Linked DNA regions of Mus musculus: regions 1 and 3 are each linked to region 2. A link is a contact called in public Hi-C and Micro-C data. All regions are on one chromosome and are shown on one strand. Each heading gives the region's core, a stretch centred on a gene start, on an enhancer-like site or on the middle of the called end of the contact. The rest is flanking DNA. Distances are from core to core; before and after follow the strand shown. Region 1 has its middle 28 kb from the start of Gm51583. Region 2 holds the start of Neto2 (neuropilin (NRP) and tolloid (TLL)-like 2). Region 3 overlaps Itfg1 (integrin alpha FG-GAP repeat containing 1).

What was found. A called contact is a pair of places that touch in the nucleus more often than the background predicts.
Region 1: a contact with region 2 is called in a Micro-C map of embryonic stem cells, with 5 times the contacts expected there. The contact joins the enhancer-like site here to the promoter of Neto2 in region 2. A contact is called at or near these places in 12 of 39 promoter capture datasets (the 3T3-L1 cell line, 3T3-L1-derived adipocytes, the C10 cell line and 8 more), 1 of 15 datasets of contacts at CTCF or cohesin (the NIH/3T3 cell line), 7 of 484 Hi-C or Micro-C datasets (CD8 T cells, Th1 cells, embryonic stem cells and 2 more), 2 of 115 datasets of contacts at active chromatin or transcription factors (embryonic stem cells and forebrain) and 3 of 9 other capture datasets (adipose tissue, embryonic stem cells and pancreatic islet).
Region 3: a contact with region 2 is called in a Hi-C map of granulocyte-monocyte progenitors, with 4 times the contacts expected there. The contact joins the enhancer-like site here to the promoter of Neto2 in region 2. A contact is called at or near these places in 7 of 39 promoter capture datasets (the 3T3-L1 cell line, the HPC-7 cell line, HPC-7-derived erythroid cells and 4 more), 1 of 15 datasets of contacts at CTCF or cohesin (the NIH/3T3 cell line), 2 of 484 Hi-C or Micro-C datasets (granulocyte-monocyte progenitors and nephron progenitors), 2 of 115 datasets of contacts at active chromatin or transcription factors (forebrain and oligodendrocyte precursor cells) and 2 of 9 other capture datasets (adipose tissue and liver).

What each region holds. Positions count from the first base shown.
Region 1 is chr8:85,601,617-85,604,782 of GRCm38.p6, reverse strand. No RefSeq gene overlaps it. Among named protein-coding and RNA genes, the nearest start is that of Gm51583, 28 kb to the right of the region's middle. Within about 2 kb of position 1,807, at least 37 of the 459 cell types and tissues checked have an H3K27ac peak or open chromatin away from gene starts, as enhancers often do. A contact at or near this core is called in CD8 T cells, embryonic stem cells, stem cell-derived epiblast-like cells and 1 more, where this site is marked.
Region 2 is chr8:85,699,201-85,702,372 of GRCm38.p6, reverse strand. Neto2 (neuropilin (NRP) and tolloid (TLL)-like 2) reads left to right here and starts at 1,449. Exons shown (of 9, transcript NM_001357288.1): 1 at 1,449-1,732. The coding sequence starts at 1,699. Mir8109 (microRNA 8109) reads right to left here and starts at 1,468; the gene lies at 1,352-1,468.
Region 3 is chr8:85,786,914-85,789,971 of GRCm38.p6, reverse strand. All of the region lies in intron 6 of Itfg1 (integrin alpha FG-GAP repeat containing 1), which reads left to right. Among named protein-coding and RNA genes, the nearest start is that of Itfg1, 53 kb to the left of the region's middle. Within about 2 kb of position 1,396, at least 5 of the 459 cell types and tissues checked have an H3K27ac peak or open chromatin away from gene starts, as enhancers often do. A contact at or near this core is called in granulocyte-monocyte progenitors, where this site is marked.

The DNA of each region.
Region 1 (3,166 bases), core at 558-3,057, 98 kb after region 2:
AGTCTCCTGGGTTCTGCCACAGTCAGAGCCCTGGCTCAGACAGCCCATCCACCTTCTCCAATGATGTGACCTTAACAAGGTCACCAGACTCCCTGAGTACCTGCCTCATGCTATGAGAATTAAGTAATAACCTGTATAGAGGACTTGACAGAGACCCCTGATACACAGAAGACACAAAATAATTAAAGCCATGCTTATTATCTCCTCAAAAGATGGATGAACTGGGCTGGTAGTTAGCTCTGTGGTAGACCACTAGCCTAGCAGCAGCCCAAGGTTTAATAACCAGACCACAAAGCCATACAAAACGCCCTTTATAGCCTTGGGGTCAGAGTGTGCTGGGCCTTCTCATCCCACTGAGGGACACCGTACCTGCTCCTGGTTTTCAGTTTGTTCATTCAGTAAACAAGACTGTTCCATTTGGGAAGAGGCAGTGCTAACCCCTCATTACGAAATCACTGTGGCGGCCTTGGTACCACTGAACCTTGCTTCCTATCTCCAAAACTGAGGAAAAAAAAATATTTCTGCCACTTTAGAAATGTAGAAGTCAAAATAGAAAACTGCCATTAAACTGCTTTGCAACTGTGGTGCCATGCCAAAGCAAGAAGGGCGGTGGCCATGATGGAATAGTGCCTCCCAGGACAGCAGAAACTGAGGGTCCACAGATGTGTGTTGAATTAGGAATGAATCACCTCATCTGAAGAAATGTTTAAAAAGCCTAGATTTCCTAGTGTGTTTGACAAGAGGAGAGGGAGAGGTCAGAGCCCTCCAGAGAATGTGTTCCTGTCTTCCCTGCTCTCTCCCTTTCTGCAGTCTTCCCACTCTTTGACTGAACCCCTAAATTTTTAAGAGGAGCATGGGTGTCAGTCATGCTGATTAAGCCCCCTATTGACAGAGGCCACTGAAGAGATGAAGTGGACTTCAGAGATGTGAAAATGGGGCTCAAATGTGATTGTGGTATCTCTCCACGGTCTCACAGGACACCGTGGAGTCTGTACTGCCTGCCCTACATCATTTTCTCATCCTGCTCTCTTGCCATCTACCAGGACTCTGACCTCTCCATCTGCCTCCCCGTCACAGTTAGAAATCAGTGTCCCAAACATGTGAGGGGAAGTGCCTCTGAGAGCTCCTGTCCTAGGACACACACTTCCTTTTCAGACACCTGTGTAACCTGTGACCTAGACACTGACCCCTCCTCCCTCCCGCTCCTCCCTACAGGACATCGGAACAGGGGGCCTAGCAGTAAATACTGGGAAACATTTCTGACCCCCAAAGGCAGAGTGTTTTGTGAAGATCCATCCAGTGAGTTTGTCTTCATCTCGATTCCAATGGACCACCCATCTCTCCAGAGCAAAGCTCCAGTGGTGGATCATTTCACAGGCCAGCCTGCCCTCTGCTGACCAGAGTTGGAAACTATGGTTAATTCGTCTGAGAAAGGGCTCATCTAAAACTGTTCACCCCTTGCAGCTGAGGGACACAACTCACCTCAGTCTTTTCTACCTTTGCTCTCCTTGGCTATAGGAGCACCCTTGTATAAAGTTCCCACCAAGAACACGATTTCTAGAACCTTCCCCCTCAGCTTCCATCAATCAGGGTGGTTGACAGTATAATGTAACCATGATTTGCTGAAGAGTGACACCCTGACTCAAATAGTATGTAAATGCAGAGTGTTTTATTCTGCAGAAGTCCAGCATGCTGGGGTCTCCCATTACCAAGATAGACAGACAACTGCGCTTCCAGGCCTGATTTAAAGCACATCAGAGGAATTCCAGGGTAGGTGAGCTTTATCTTACTCTATTTCTAGGCATTCCACAACCATTACCGGTGCGTGGGGGCTGGAGCCTGGGGTTTTTCCTATTAACTGACTTGCCTGGGCTTGCCTGGGCTTGCCCAGTTCTTGGAAACAGAGTTTTAGGCCTAGTTTCCTTAACTGCCAATTTGAAGCCTGTCGTGGAATCAGCCTATCTCTTCCCTTTCATTACCACCACCACCTTTCAGTTTGAGGCCATCCTTGAGATGTTTCTATGGACTGGTACTGTTGTTTGAGAATAAATCTGTTCCTTAACAAACCTAACTAAAGCATTGATTATGCAGGGACCACAAGTCAAAGCTAACATCAGTTGAATCTGTCTTGTAGTCTCCTTCTGACTAAGGCCATGGATTCTTTGACCACACCTGAGTGGTCAACATAGAAACAACATTCCTCATCTAAGGCTGCACAGAGTCCTCCCTGCTGGAGGAACAGCAAGTCTGGGCCTCTTCTGTTCTGTAGGACTACTGTTGCCAGGGAGGATAGGGAATCCTGCAGGGCCACGATGGACTTTTCCATCTCCTGTATATTTCCCCATCCATAGGGCCTTGCAGGGCTGAGGCCCCTACACTAGCAGCTCCAACTAGCCCTATGCCAAGAAGAGAACCTAGAAACACAGCAGAAGTAGTCACCCTTTTAACTCGATTGTTTGGAGGTGCTAGCTGGTTGAAGACATCCTCCCTAGAATAAGAGGTCACTCTGGCTACAAGCTGTATTAGAACATAAAAATCCTCAGACATATTTACAACCAGGTCATAAATGCATGGAGTAGGCCCCCGAGGTAGAAGCTCACCAAGCATTCTCCAGAGGCAGCCTGTGTCCTGCAGCAGTAGGGGTTACAGTGTGGTTGCAGAGGTGGGAATAGGCTGGGGCTACCTTGCTTCCAACACAGCGTCCCTGTCTGATAACCAACAGTCCAGGGTGAGAGTAGTTGAGAACCAGCAGTCCAGTCTTGACAGCCACTGTGAACTTGATGACAAGGTTGTTACTCCGCCCCCTAGGGTTACGTGGGGCTATTGGCTGGTGCAGCAAAGCATAAGCAGCAAGCAAACAGGGTCATGAGTGCCAGAGTCGATCAGGATCAGTCAGCGGATCGACACAGTGTAGGGTGACCTCCCATCATTCTTGTGGCTGTTCACCTGGCATTGCCCTTCACTGGGATCTCAACTGCTGGATCATCTCTCCCCTGGCAGGCTTAACGTGGGAGTGGTACATCACATCCTGATCACGTCCACCTTAACAGCCAGAGGCATGGTCAGGATCACAATGTGAGGTCCTTTCCAGCAATGTTCCAGAGTCTTGTGGTTATGTCTCTTAATCCAGACTCTTCACCTGGTTCTAATCAGTGGCAGTCAAGGG
Region 2 (3,172 bases), core at 200-2,699:
TGTCAGGAGGATTAAGAGACAGACATCCTAAAACCAATGGAGAGATGAGTGCATCTCCACATTCAAAGTCCACATTCTCTTTAATCTTTAGTTTCTGATGACACTTGTCCCAAATTCCCTGCTCACACTTGCATCTTACCTGACACTTGACAATCATGACTACACCCCTCCTCTTCACTTGCCATCCAAACATTTTCCATCTTCTTTCTCCCCTTTTTCATGGAGCGTTCTCTGATGACATCATACAGGCTGTTTTTTGTTTTTTGGGTTTTTTTTCTTTTCCTCCATCAACAACTATGCATTGTTGATCCAGAAACTCAAAGGGCTTCCCAGTTTCTTTATCCACTCTTGCCCAGGACTTAAACTGAATTATTAACTGCTGTCCCCATTTATCATTATTTTATTTGTGGAAAAGGTTCTAAAATGCCTTATTCACTGGTTCCTGGGTGCAATTTTAATTTAACTGCAGGTGATCACCTTATAAGCCCCAAATCACACATCTTTCATAACCACTGAAGCACACAGCAAAGGGCTAAACAACTTTATGCTAATAGGTGTTAATTGGTTTTATTTATAAACTTGTTAATTGCTTATACTTCTGTGACTTTCTTAGAGCGATCCAAGAAAAGAAAGAATGTGACACCCTTGGAATATTTTGTTCAGTTGCTGGACGTTCTAATTAGCCATAATTTGCTAGATAAACATTTATATATCAGATCAATTACGGTAGGGACTTAATATTGGTAGGCCCCCCAATACCAGTCATTGTTATATGCACATAACTCAAACCAATAAATGACTGTAGCCCGCCTGCATTCAAGTCATTTCTATTTCAGTAGGATGAAGCAGCTCTGCCAGCAAGACAATTTCAATGCACAAGAGCTGGAGGAAGACGAGATCATGCACAAACTATCCAAGGCACATATAATTCCTTTCCGGTGGCGCTCAGCGGTCCGTCTGTACGGCTGTGGTTAGGGGTGGCCTTGGGGAGACCCAGTCTGCATTCAGTCGCGCCTGTCTCTGCAGCTAGAACAAAGTTTCACTTTTCTGGCTGGCGTGGAGCTTTCAGCCCACTGTGGCGAGGACTGGGAGTGAGGATTCCTCAAGCAGCGCTGTGCCTGGCAACTGTTGGAGAAGGTTCAGTAGGTGCAACAACCCTTACTGCTGGCCGGGGGAACTCACCCGGGCACCTCCAGGGCCCCCGCGGGGGTCTCCCTTCCACCGAGATCAGCAAGGCTGAGCAGACGTTTTCAAGCACCTGAGCTTGAGGTCCTCCGAGAGGGGATGGAAAAATCGGACCTGGGGAGCTCAAGGCTTCGAGAAGACACCGGCAGGGAGGGGTGGGCCGCGCGCGAGGCCCGGGAAGCGAGTGGCGGGCGGGGCACGCGGGAGGGCGGGGCTGCGCGTGCGCAGTGGCCCCGCGGCCGGCACGCGGCGCTGCGCTCGCTGCTTAAATGAGCCGGGGCTCCCGGCGCGCGCCACTTCAAGGGAGCCCGCCGCGGGAGCGTCCGCCGCTGGCTTTCCTCAGCCCGCCGAGAGGCGGCGGCCGTCGGGGACCCGGCACGGCGGGCCGAGGCGCTGCGCCCGCTGCTAGGAAGCGGCGGCGGCCGGCGATGGGGACGGAGCGAAGCTACCCCGCCGGGCCGTGACCACCGCGCCGCCGCCTCGGGCGCTCTCGGAGCGCCGACGCTGAGGAACATGGCCCTGGAGCAGCTCTGCGCGGTCCTCAAAGGTAAGCGCGGGTGCGGGCAGCGCCCCCTTGCGGGCCAGGCCGCGCTCCGCTCCGCTCCGCCGCCGCCTTCGCGCCCTTTGTCTGGGCCAGGCCGCCCGCCGCCGCTGCGAGCTCGCTCCGGGGGACGCCGGCGACTCCGCGCCTTGCAAAGTGTGCGAAGCGAAGGCCGGTGGCCCCAGGTTGCCACCGCAGAAAGTGGTAGCACACAAACCACGAAAGCCCCAACTCCGACGCGCCGCAGCGGTTTCGGAGAAGCCCCCAATGTCCGCGCCTCCCGCGGGTCCCACCTGCTGCGGCCGGGAGGCTGCGGCACCACTGCGGGCTCGGGGCTGCGCGGCGGCCCTGCATGCCCCCCGCGCCCCGCGCCCCGCGCTGCCTTCCCGGGATCGCCGAGTCCCGCTGCCTCATGAGTCCTGTGCGGAGGATGCACGGGTCGGCAGCGGCCGGCGAGCTGACAGCATCGAGCTCCTAAAGCCACTGAGAGGCTGCCTCTCCGCGGAGGTGCTGTTTCAGATAAATATTTCTAGATGGTTTACATTGAGAGGCAAAGTTTATTCCAGAACTCGTCCTGGATTGATCCTTTCATAAATCTCAAGAAAAAGCACCGCCTTTCAGCAAATGACTTCCTTTTCCCCAAATGATTTAATTGCAAATGAATAATATCTGAATGGGTTTTTTTTTTTAAATCCTCTTATATTAAGAGAGAAAGTATGACAGTGTTAAAATACTGGCGCTTACATTTTTAGCACTGAATCCTGATATTTGCACAATTACACATTTTGGTGTTTTCCTGGTACGTGTTAACACCTTATTTTCAAATTTGTTTTGTTAGAAAGTTCAGTGGAACTTTTTGTTGTTCTTGAACTAACAACGTTTTAGACAAACTTCATAATTGGACAAATATTCATAAATTACTAATTGACGTTACAGCCATTTAATTTAAATATTTACCTACCTAACTATATGCATATCAATACTTTTATGTTCAGACTGTGCCAAGATAACCACTAACCTTCTAGCCAGTGAATATTTATTTCAGTTAATCCATAAATTCTTAATAATTTTATTATATAAAAACAAATAAAAAATTCTGTAGCTGCTTTAACTCCTGATTATGTAGTTATTTCCTTGGAAATTAACATTTTGTTTCACTCTTTAATAATAAATGAACCACATGCACAAATGGATTTCTGCTGCTTTAGAGGAATTCTCTTCATTCTAATTGTGAACCCACCATAGTAGGGTTGCCAGCATCATAATGACACGACTATATGAGAGTAGCCTCCCGCAACACTCAGTTGGATCTGTTACACAGCTTTACCTGCAGAACTCAAGGAAACTGAATTGGATAGGGCAATCTCCAGAGGTACTCAAGGAATTGCAGCTCCGCTGCCTGTGCCTTTTCAGTGGGTACACACTGCCCTCTCTGGCCAGTGTGGA
Region 3 (3,058 bases), core at 147-2,646, 88 kb before region 2:
TGGTTGTTGGTAAGTATGGTATATTATATGTAGTTAGAGTCATTAAATATATGTTAAAACAACAAACATACTTCATTACTCAATTCTTGAGGTAATACTTACAAATTTTAGGCACATTTTTATAATAATAAGCACAATGATACCTTGTTTTAGTCTGAAATTATTTCAGGTGATTTAACCTATTCTAGCATTCATCTGTTTGTCTTCTGTCTTTGATGTCAATTGAAAACCTATTTGCGAATAAAGCTTAAAGACTTAAAAACCTCACAATAAACATTCACCTGCCAATGCTCACTAGGTGTATATGCTTATGTGAGTATCGTTCCTAATCCTCGATGGTACCTCCATCTGAAATGGTATTCGCCATCCATTTAGTCAGTTGAATAGGTGGACTGGTAGTTTGCTTCTGTGTACAGATCTCGTTCCTCTCCTGTCTTCACTGCAGGTGTCTCTTCTCACCATTCCTGAGAACTACTTACTTGAAGGAAAGTAATAGTTTATTGCTCTTGGCAAATGAGGCTTTTCCACATTGGCCCTTATCTGAAGTCTCTACTTCAGATGTGCACTAGCATAATTCCAGTGAGCCATAGACCTCTTACTCTGACATAGCTGCATTAACTCTTTTGTTATACAGAGTACATCTGCTACATACTCATCTGTAATTGTTACAGTTATTAACTGTGTCTCTTAACCATAAACAATATCAGTTTGTATATACTAATATCATATTAACCTTAGTTTCTGATTTTTTTTCTTTCCTATGAATTCAATTTACTGTCTTGTGTGACTTTTTCAATCTAATACATCTTGTCCTACTCTTCTTAGTGTTGTGATGTGCTGATATGTTAAGTTCTGTATATTATAGGATCAGTTGAATATAAAATATACAAAATTATCTCCACAGGTGTTTGTTTGAATCTGGTTCCCAGCTGCTGGGAGACTATAACATTTAAGAAATGCTTGGCCACGCAGTGGTGGCACAGCCTTTAATCCCAACACTCGGGAGGCAGAAGCACGAGGACCTCTGAATTTCAGAGCCAGCCTGGGCTACAGAGTGAGTTCCAGGACAGCCAGGGATATACAGAGAAATTTTGTCTCAGAACTCTAACCCCAAATTCTGAAAGAAAGAAAGAAAGAGAGAGAGAGAGAGAGAGAGGGAGGGAGGGAGGGAGGGAGGGAGGGAGGGAGGAAGGAAGGAAGGAAGAAAGAAAGAAAGAAAGAAAAAGAAAGAAAGAAAGAAAGAAAGAAAGAAAGAAAGAAAGAAAGAAAGAAAGAAAGAAAGAAAGAAAGAACACGTAGTACTTCTTGACTAGAGGATGTGAGTGCTAAGAAATGTATTCTGACCCCAGTTCCAGCTTGTGCCTCTCCGCCTGCCCTCTCTGCCCTCTCTGCTTCCTAGGTATTACCTCATAAACAAGCACTCACCACAGTCTCCCACCATTAGGGTCAGATCTGCTCTCACCATGCCATATTTTCTCAACTATAAGCCAAAAGAAGTCTTCTTATTTGAATTGCTGGTGTTAGGTATTACGTCACAGCCACTAGGAAAGTAACTGATGCAGTTCTAAATAGAATGTTTTACACAACTATATCTTTTGGAAAGGACAAGGGATGTGTCTTTGCATTTGGAACCAGGGTCACAGTGGTAGGGCAAATACGCCTAGCTTGTAAGAGGCTCTAGGTTTGATCCACCAAAAAGAAAGAAAAACCCCTACTTTCTCTCTCTCTCTCTCTCTCTCTCTCTCTCTCTCTCTCTCTCTCTCTCTCTCCTTCCCGCCCCCGCCGTGTGTGTGTGTGTGTGTGTGTGTGTGTGTTCATTTTTAACAGTGGTTATCCTCAGGAAGGTTCCTTGGTAGTCAGTAAAGCCGTTATTCTGACACAGGAACTTGGCCAACAGCCTTGTAACCAGTCTTCTGGTCTTCTGCTTTTTTGGTGGGGAGTCTGATATTCCATCTTTTTAATATCTTTATAATTTCATCTCACTGTGGCTTATGTGTTGGGAAGTAGAAACACAGTATGGCTCATGAATGGAGGTGAGAGGACAATTTTCCTAAGTCTGTCCTTTCCTTCTACCATGTGGGCCCAGGTATCAAACTCAAATCATCATCAGGCTTGGCAGCAAGTGCCTTCATGTACTGAGCCATCTCACCTACCCACCTTTTAATTATAACAGTATTTCTCCTGATCTTCTTAAGACTTTTCTTACTTTCTTTACTTTTTGATGTTTCTGCTGCAATCTGTCTTGACATGGACATATTTGTGTTTATTCTGTTTAGATTACTGAGCTTCTGAGATGCTGATTCCCATCAAATTTCAGAATCTGTCAGCAATCACTTCTTGAATTACATGGTTTTCTTTTTCTTCTTTCCCTTCACACCTGTGGACACTAATGTGCTTATTTCTGTACTTTTTGTCGTGTCGCTTTACTCTAAGGCTCTGTTGATTCCCTTCATGAATTCTGTTGCTGGTATGACCGTTGCTGGTATTTCTGCCTGTTCGTTTGGCTCCTGATACAGCTTAGCATAGTTTACAGATGTGCTTTGCTTTGACTGTGAGTACATTTGTAACAGCTCCTTGAAGGATTTGTCTGTTTCCTTGGTTATCTAGTCACATTTGCAGTCTCTTGCAGCACAGTTTTTATTTCCTACATATGGATACATGTTTCTCTTTTTTTGTGTCTCACAACTTCCTTTTTGTAAGTTAGATGTTTTAATCATTGTGACCATCCTGCAAAAGAATCATTGACACATGTCTCTCAAACTTTGGTCCAGAAGTTGAAAGTAATGATACTACAACTATTATCGGGGCCTGAAGCCATTCATTACTCGGCAAAGACACTCTCTGGTTGGCACGATGGATCTGACTCTCTGATCTGGAAAGTTTGAAAGATCGTGGAGATGAAGCTGCCATGGAGGGCTTGTATTTATTTTGGAGGTAGGGCCTAGGTGACATATTTTGAGCTTCTTCCTGACCTTTGACCAGTGGCACCTAGATTTTTTGTATCAGCTTGCACAGATATGAAACACTAGAGGAAGGGTATAGTAAGAATTCTGGAGTT